Linked DNA regions of Mus musculus: region 2 is linked to region 1. A link is a contact called in public Hi-C data. All regions are on one chromosome and are shown on one strand. The core of a region is the stretch at or near the end of the contact, and the rest is flanking DNA. Distances in the headings are between cores, read along the strand shown. Region 1 has its middle 25 kb from the start of Gm29862. Region 2 has its middle 34 kb from the start of Gm30041.

Region 1 (2,710 bases), core at 68-2,567:
GAGAGATGGCTCAGTGGTTAAGAGTGCTGACTGATCTTCCAAAGGACCCAGGTTCAATTCCCAGCACCACATGACAGCTCACAATTGTCTGTAACTCCAGTTCCAGAGGGATGTAAGACCCTCAAACACAGGTGTAAGTAGGCAGAATGTCAATGTGAATAAAATAAAAATATATAAATTATAAAAAAGAACAAGGATTGTTTTTCTGTTTAAAATAAGAATTGCCTTTGGAACAGGCACCTATAGTTGGCTATATCTGAAGGCAATATACTGCTATACTTTTAAGTTTTATAATCCAATAAAAATGCCCCTCCAACTAGTTTGGATCGGTTTTCTTTCCCTAAAACTAATGTTCTTGCTCATGTGGATGTAGAGAAATGATCTCCCTTCCAGCTATCACATTCCCTGGTGGTGCATTTCATCATGCTTTCACAAGGTACGTGTTATAATGAAGCAAAGGAATATTTTTAAAATACATTTAATTGTTTAACTATCAACCTAGGATAAAGATAGGTAGTTCTGGGTTCAGGGCACCTGTTTCAAGGTATCTGGAGGCTCCTGATAACTGAAGAAAAAAAAAACTTTCAATTTAACACACACACACTAAACACACACACTGTTTTTATCCGAATTATTTATATACTTCAAACCACACAGAATGATCCCTCAAAAATCACCCATTCATTGAGTACTCCGTAAAGAACACAAGCTCCCTTCAAATCTCCCTGTGTCAGATGTCTACTAAATGCTTCGTTCTTTATCTCATAATTTCATCGGTAGGGCTGTGACGTAAAAAATACCAACGCCTCCAGCTCACATACCCCGAAATGGAGATTTAAAGCATTTAAAACTATTAGAGCATTTATCCAAAGCCTCACACCTAGTAAGCAATGACCATCATTGGGCTCTAACTGCACTTTTTAAATCGCTCTGTTAGGCTGTTCCTCCCAGATCTAATTAGTTGTAATGAAATAAAACAAAACAAAAAACAAAACAGAGAGATTGTCTGCTCAACAACAGGTAGAGAGTTGAGATGAGATCGTGGCCTGTCAGAGGCCGGAGCCCTAGTTTGTATAAAATACAAGGTGGGTGGCGGGGATACTCAAATGTGAAGGGAGCCCATGCCCAGGGCATACAGCTAAGACGTGCATTCCTTCTTCCAAAGTGGTAAACTCTCTCCTTTTACTGTTGTTCGCCTCATTTCATGTAAATGCTGTGTGCAGCACGAACCCAGTTTCACAGCTCAAACCTGTTTGGCTGCTAACATCCTCCCCCAGCGCCAGTCAGAAAGTAAGAGCCCGTGCCAGCAGTGGCAGCAGCGGCGGCGGCGGTAGCAGCAGCAGCAGCAGCAGCAGCAGCAGGGCCGTGCGGGCCTCAGCCAGTCAGGTGGCGCTGCTGAAATGCAACAGTACATTTAGTATTTCCTGTTGAGCCTTTTTGAAAACTTCTCAGCTCATTTGTATGTGACTGACTTGTGTCTCCATAATGTCTTGAACCATACTTTTGGGGGGGCGGGGGGGGGGTCGTTTCATAAACACTGCTCCAGCTCTGCAGGGAATCCACTGTGTCTGTATAGCTATGCTGATGTGGAAACTGGCATTTGGTAATTTTTTAGTGCAAAATATATCATCTATTACTTACTAGCTTACAAAAAAAGAAAGAAAGAAAGAAAGAAAGAAAGAAAGGAAGGAAGGAAGGAAGAAAGGAAGAAAAGAAAAGGAAAGAAAAAGAATTTTCCAAGTGATGTAAAAGATGAAGGGTAGGTCTGGCACAAATTTCACTCTTTTCTTGAGGTGGCTAGGAATATTCACTGATGAGATAAAGCTGTAACAGCCTTCCTTCCACATGTGTGTGGGTCTTTGTAAGAGTGACTGGGAGCTCTATTTAGCATTGTACACTTGGTATTTCTGTTGACATCTGTCCATAGCACAAGCAGAATTGAGACAGCATCACTTGGCTCCAAGGAAGAGTTCCTCATAGACACACCTCAGAGTTATACAAGTGTTGGGGGAAGCTTGCCGGTGACTGTACAGTAGCCTCTTTTAAAGATGTCAACAGAAGTGTTGATCCAATGGTGCTGAAGCTTTCCTGCCTTGCTTATTTCCTTTTTTTTCTTAGAGATTTATGTATTTTTATGTATATGACTGCCCTATCTTTATGTAATGCCTACGTGCCAGAAGAGGCATCAGATTCCATTACAGATGGTTGTGAGCCACCATGTGGTTGCTGGGAATTGAACTCCAGTCCTCTGGAATAGCAGTCAGTGCTCTTAACCGCTGAGCCATCTCTCCAGAGCTGCTCAGTTATTTAAAAGTTCAGATTTATATATCTGTTTCTCAAACTTCCATACTATATGAAATTAGGAGGGGGAAACTTGGTCTTTTTACTTAGCGGTTATATGTACATCCTGGGTCCTCACACGCCATGGTTTTTAACCACTGATGTTTCCTCAGAGGTTTCTACAGGTCAGATGGATAACGCCTCTCTCTCTGACCAGCATTCAGTACATTTGATGTTTGCTTTGTTCCCTCCCGTTGTCCTTTACTAGAATATAATTGCTGTAAGGGCGGAAGCACCCGTCATCACCCCTGGGCTCAGCTCAATTCTCAGTGAACAGGTGTCACAGGAACAGACAGGGAGTATGCTAAGGATTTTGTAGGCTTACCATTTTGGAATCATTATAGCAGCTCGCAGACACAGACCGGGAAAA
Region 2 (2,710 bases), core at 96-2,595, 260 kb before region 1:
TCTTGGAGACTGAACATAAATCAAATGTTCACAAAACTGGGGGATTCGTTTTCATTGGGAGGAATTTTCCATTTGTGGTGTCATTTCAGTACACATAACACACACACACACACACACACACACACACACACACACACAAGTAATTTTGACCACAGTTGGAGTTTTGATTTACAGGCAGGGCATATACAATTTCTCTAGGCCATATACATCCACGGGAGGCTGTCCTTCACCCTTCAAGGGTCTCAACAAGACTTCAACTCCAGAGTGTTACAAACCTCTGTCATGCCATATTTAATTTACTGATAAAACCTCATGAAGGCTAAATATGTCACAGCTTCTGTGGCTATTGGTCATATTTATGCCAGAGGCAAGAGTGTTGGGTCAGTCCCCTGTTCTTGAACAGGTGACAGAGTCTACATGCAGGTCAGGCCCTCACCACCTCCTTTTACACTTTCCCATTCCCAGTCACTATGCACCAGCCCTGGTGGCCTTGGGGTCAGAGACCAGACAACCGGAGCAAGCTGCAGGACATGCACTGCTCCATACAGCTTGAGGAGCTCTTCAGCTTAGCTAAGCTAGAGCTAGTTAACCCTGCCCTGCTTCCCACATGGACACTGCCCCGGAAGCCCATTGTTAACCTTCCCTTGGTCAAACCTCCTGTGCTTTATTTCGGAGCTACAAAAGAAAGAGGCTTGTTGTATCTTCTGTCTACATGGCATGGTTTTGTGTTCCGCCATCACAAGAATCTTCAATTCTTGTAGAACATCCTCACAGCCATTCTGTGAAAGACACTTCGTGGTGTTTGTTATGTGCACAAGAGCACAGCCTCATGCCACATCCGTCTCTTACACTGTTGCTGCGTCAGGTCCCGAGCACAGTATTTCAATGTCAGTGTTTAAGTAATCTATATTACTCACGTTTCAGTAATTGTCCTTGATCCATTAAGTCTTTAAATCCCTAAATAGGGAGAAGGTAAGGAGAAGAAGAAGGATGAAGGGGAGGGGGAGGAGAGGAGAGTTGAGTGGTAGAGGAGAAGAGAGAAGAGTGCTAATTATTTAATATTGAGGTAAGGTGATGTGACCTAGACTATATTTATAATATCAGCCTCACTACAAAATCAATAAGCCTTTACTGACAATTTTAAGAAGGTTGTGTGCATTACTTTAACATTTATCATAAAATACACCTTCCCTTTCCTTTCTATGAAGCAAAGCTGAGACATAAAAGGTGTGTGAAAGGTCTCACTGCAAGAATGAACATGTCAGCCAGTCAGCCAGGCAGGAGTGTACTGGATGCAGCACTTACACACTTGTGGCCCATTAAATATTAAGAAACTTGGAACCGGTTCTGGTGGAAGGTGTACTTAACCCAGAGAGACGAGCAGGCATTGTGAACCATCATCTCCAACCTCTCAACCAGAGCAGTGCACAAGCACACTGCTGCTACCTACCTCAGTGTTCATGTCAACAGAAAATACATAGCAGCTGGAAATTCATTAAACAAGCCAAATAATAGCTGAGGTTCATTCACAGAAAGAAAACATCACACTGCCTTTTGTGCTATAATCCAGTAATGATAATAAAGAGTGATATAGAAGATATAGATCACCACCTTTAAATTGCCCTTGGTAAGGGCGTTCAATGTGATGTCTTTGAAAAGCACACACGAATGGGGGAAATGCAAGGGTACGCAGGCAGATCTGAAAAGTGCTTAAGAGAAAATAAAGGAAGAGTTGTGTTGTCTCTAGGTTCTTAAAATGTGATGTGTTCAGTTTGACATGAGTTACTGTTGTAAACCTTGTTTAAAATAAATTCCTTCTAAAATCAGGAGGGTCTTTGTGTGTTTGTTTCTACCTCTGACATGACCATGAGACCCCTGGAGCTATCAGCCAAGGCAAGGAGGTAGCATACAGCTGTGCTCAGAGCAGGATCAGAGTCTAAGCCACGGCACTGCCAGGACTAGTTGGGTTACCATGGGATGGTCTCATTTTCCTGTGGAGCCAGAGGTCTGTGCTTGCCCTGGCAGGATCACTGTGAGAACAGAGTGACCTCATGGTCCAGGAAAAACAGGCACCAAAAACAAGAACCGTAGCATGGAGGAATTCAGGGGGCCTCCCGGGCTGTGGTGTTAGACTAATTGCTTTCTCTTGTCTGTGTCCCAACTTCTGTCCTGCAGTTTGAAAAGTTACTCCTGCTGTTCTTTCACCTGAATTATTTTAACTCCTAGTCACCAAACTTGCCCCCTTTTTGCCTTTTCTGCATCTTGTGAAATAGAGAAATTCCTGTGATTTTCACTTGTCTAGTACACGTTTACAAATCAATTTTAAATGCCATTATCTCCCCAGTGGTATGTTTGAGGGATGAGAAGTGGAATTGGACTACATGTTACAAAGTAAAAGGGTAAGTGTTAAATATTTAATGTATACAGATTACTAGGTAAAGGAATAACCAAGAAGCACGTGAGCCTTGAGGACTGACACAAAGTAACATACAAGTGTGACTTCTCAGAAATCACCACTCCTCTATGCTTCAGACTCTTTGCTAATGTTTGTATTAGATACTAAGAAACAATAGGAAGAAAAGCTTCAGATAAGTCAGTCTTCTTCAGGAATGCCCTCCACCCACCCCACCCCACCCCACCCCTGATAGGCTCTCCTGCTCATGCAGATGGCACATGCTGGCATCATTACATGAACTTGGTGAGTTTAAGG

What was found. A called contact is a pair of places that touch in the nucleus more often than the background predicts.
Region 2: a contact with region 1 is called in a Hi-C map of epidermal suprabasal cells, with 3 times the contacts expected there. The contact joins two enhancer-like sites. A contact is called at or near these places in 1 of 15 datasets of contacts at CTCF or cohesin (the NIH/3T3 cell line), 1 of 484 Hi-C or Micro-C datasets (epidermal suprabasal cells) and 1 of 115 datasets of contacts at active chromatin or transcription factors (embryonic stem cells).

The regions. Positions count from the first base shown.
Region 1 is chr10:125,797,493-125,800,202 of GRCm38.p6, reverse strand. No RefSeq gene overlaps it. Among named protein-coding and RNA genes, the nearest start is that of Gm29862, 25 kb to the right of the region's middle. Within about 2 kb of position 1,317, at least 18 of the 459 cell types and tissues checked have an H3K27ac peak or open chromatin away from gene starts, as enhancers often do. A contact at or near this core is called in epidermal suprabasal cells, where this site is marked.
Region 2 is chr10:126,058,961-126,061,670 of GRCm38.p6, reverse strand. No RefSeq gene overlaps it. Among named protein-coding and RNA genes, the nearest start is that of Gm30041, 34 kb to the left of the region's middle. Within about 2 kb of position 1,345, at least 2 of the 459 cell types and tissues checked have an H3K27ac peak or open chromatin away from gene starts, as enhancers often do. A contact at or near this core is called in epidermal suprabasal cells, where this site is marked.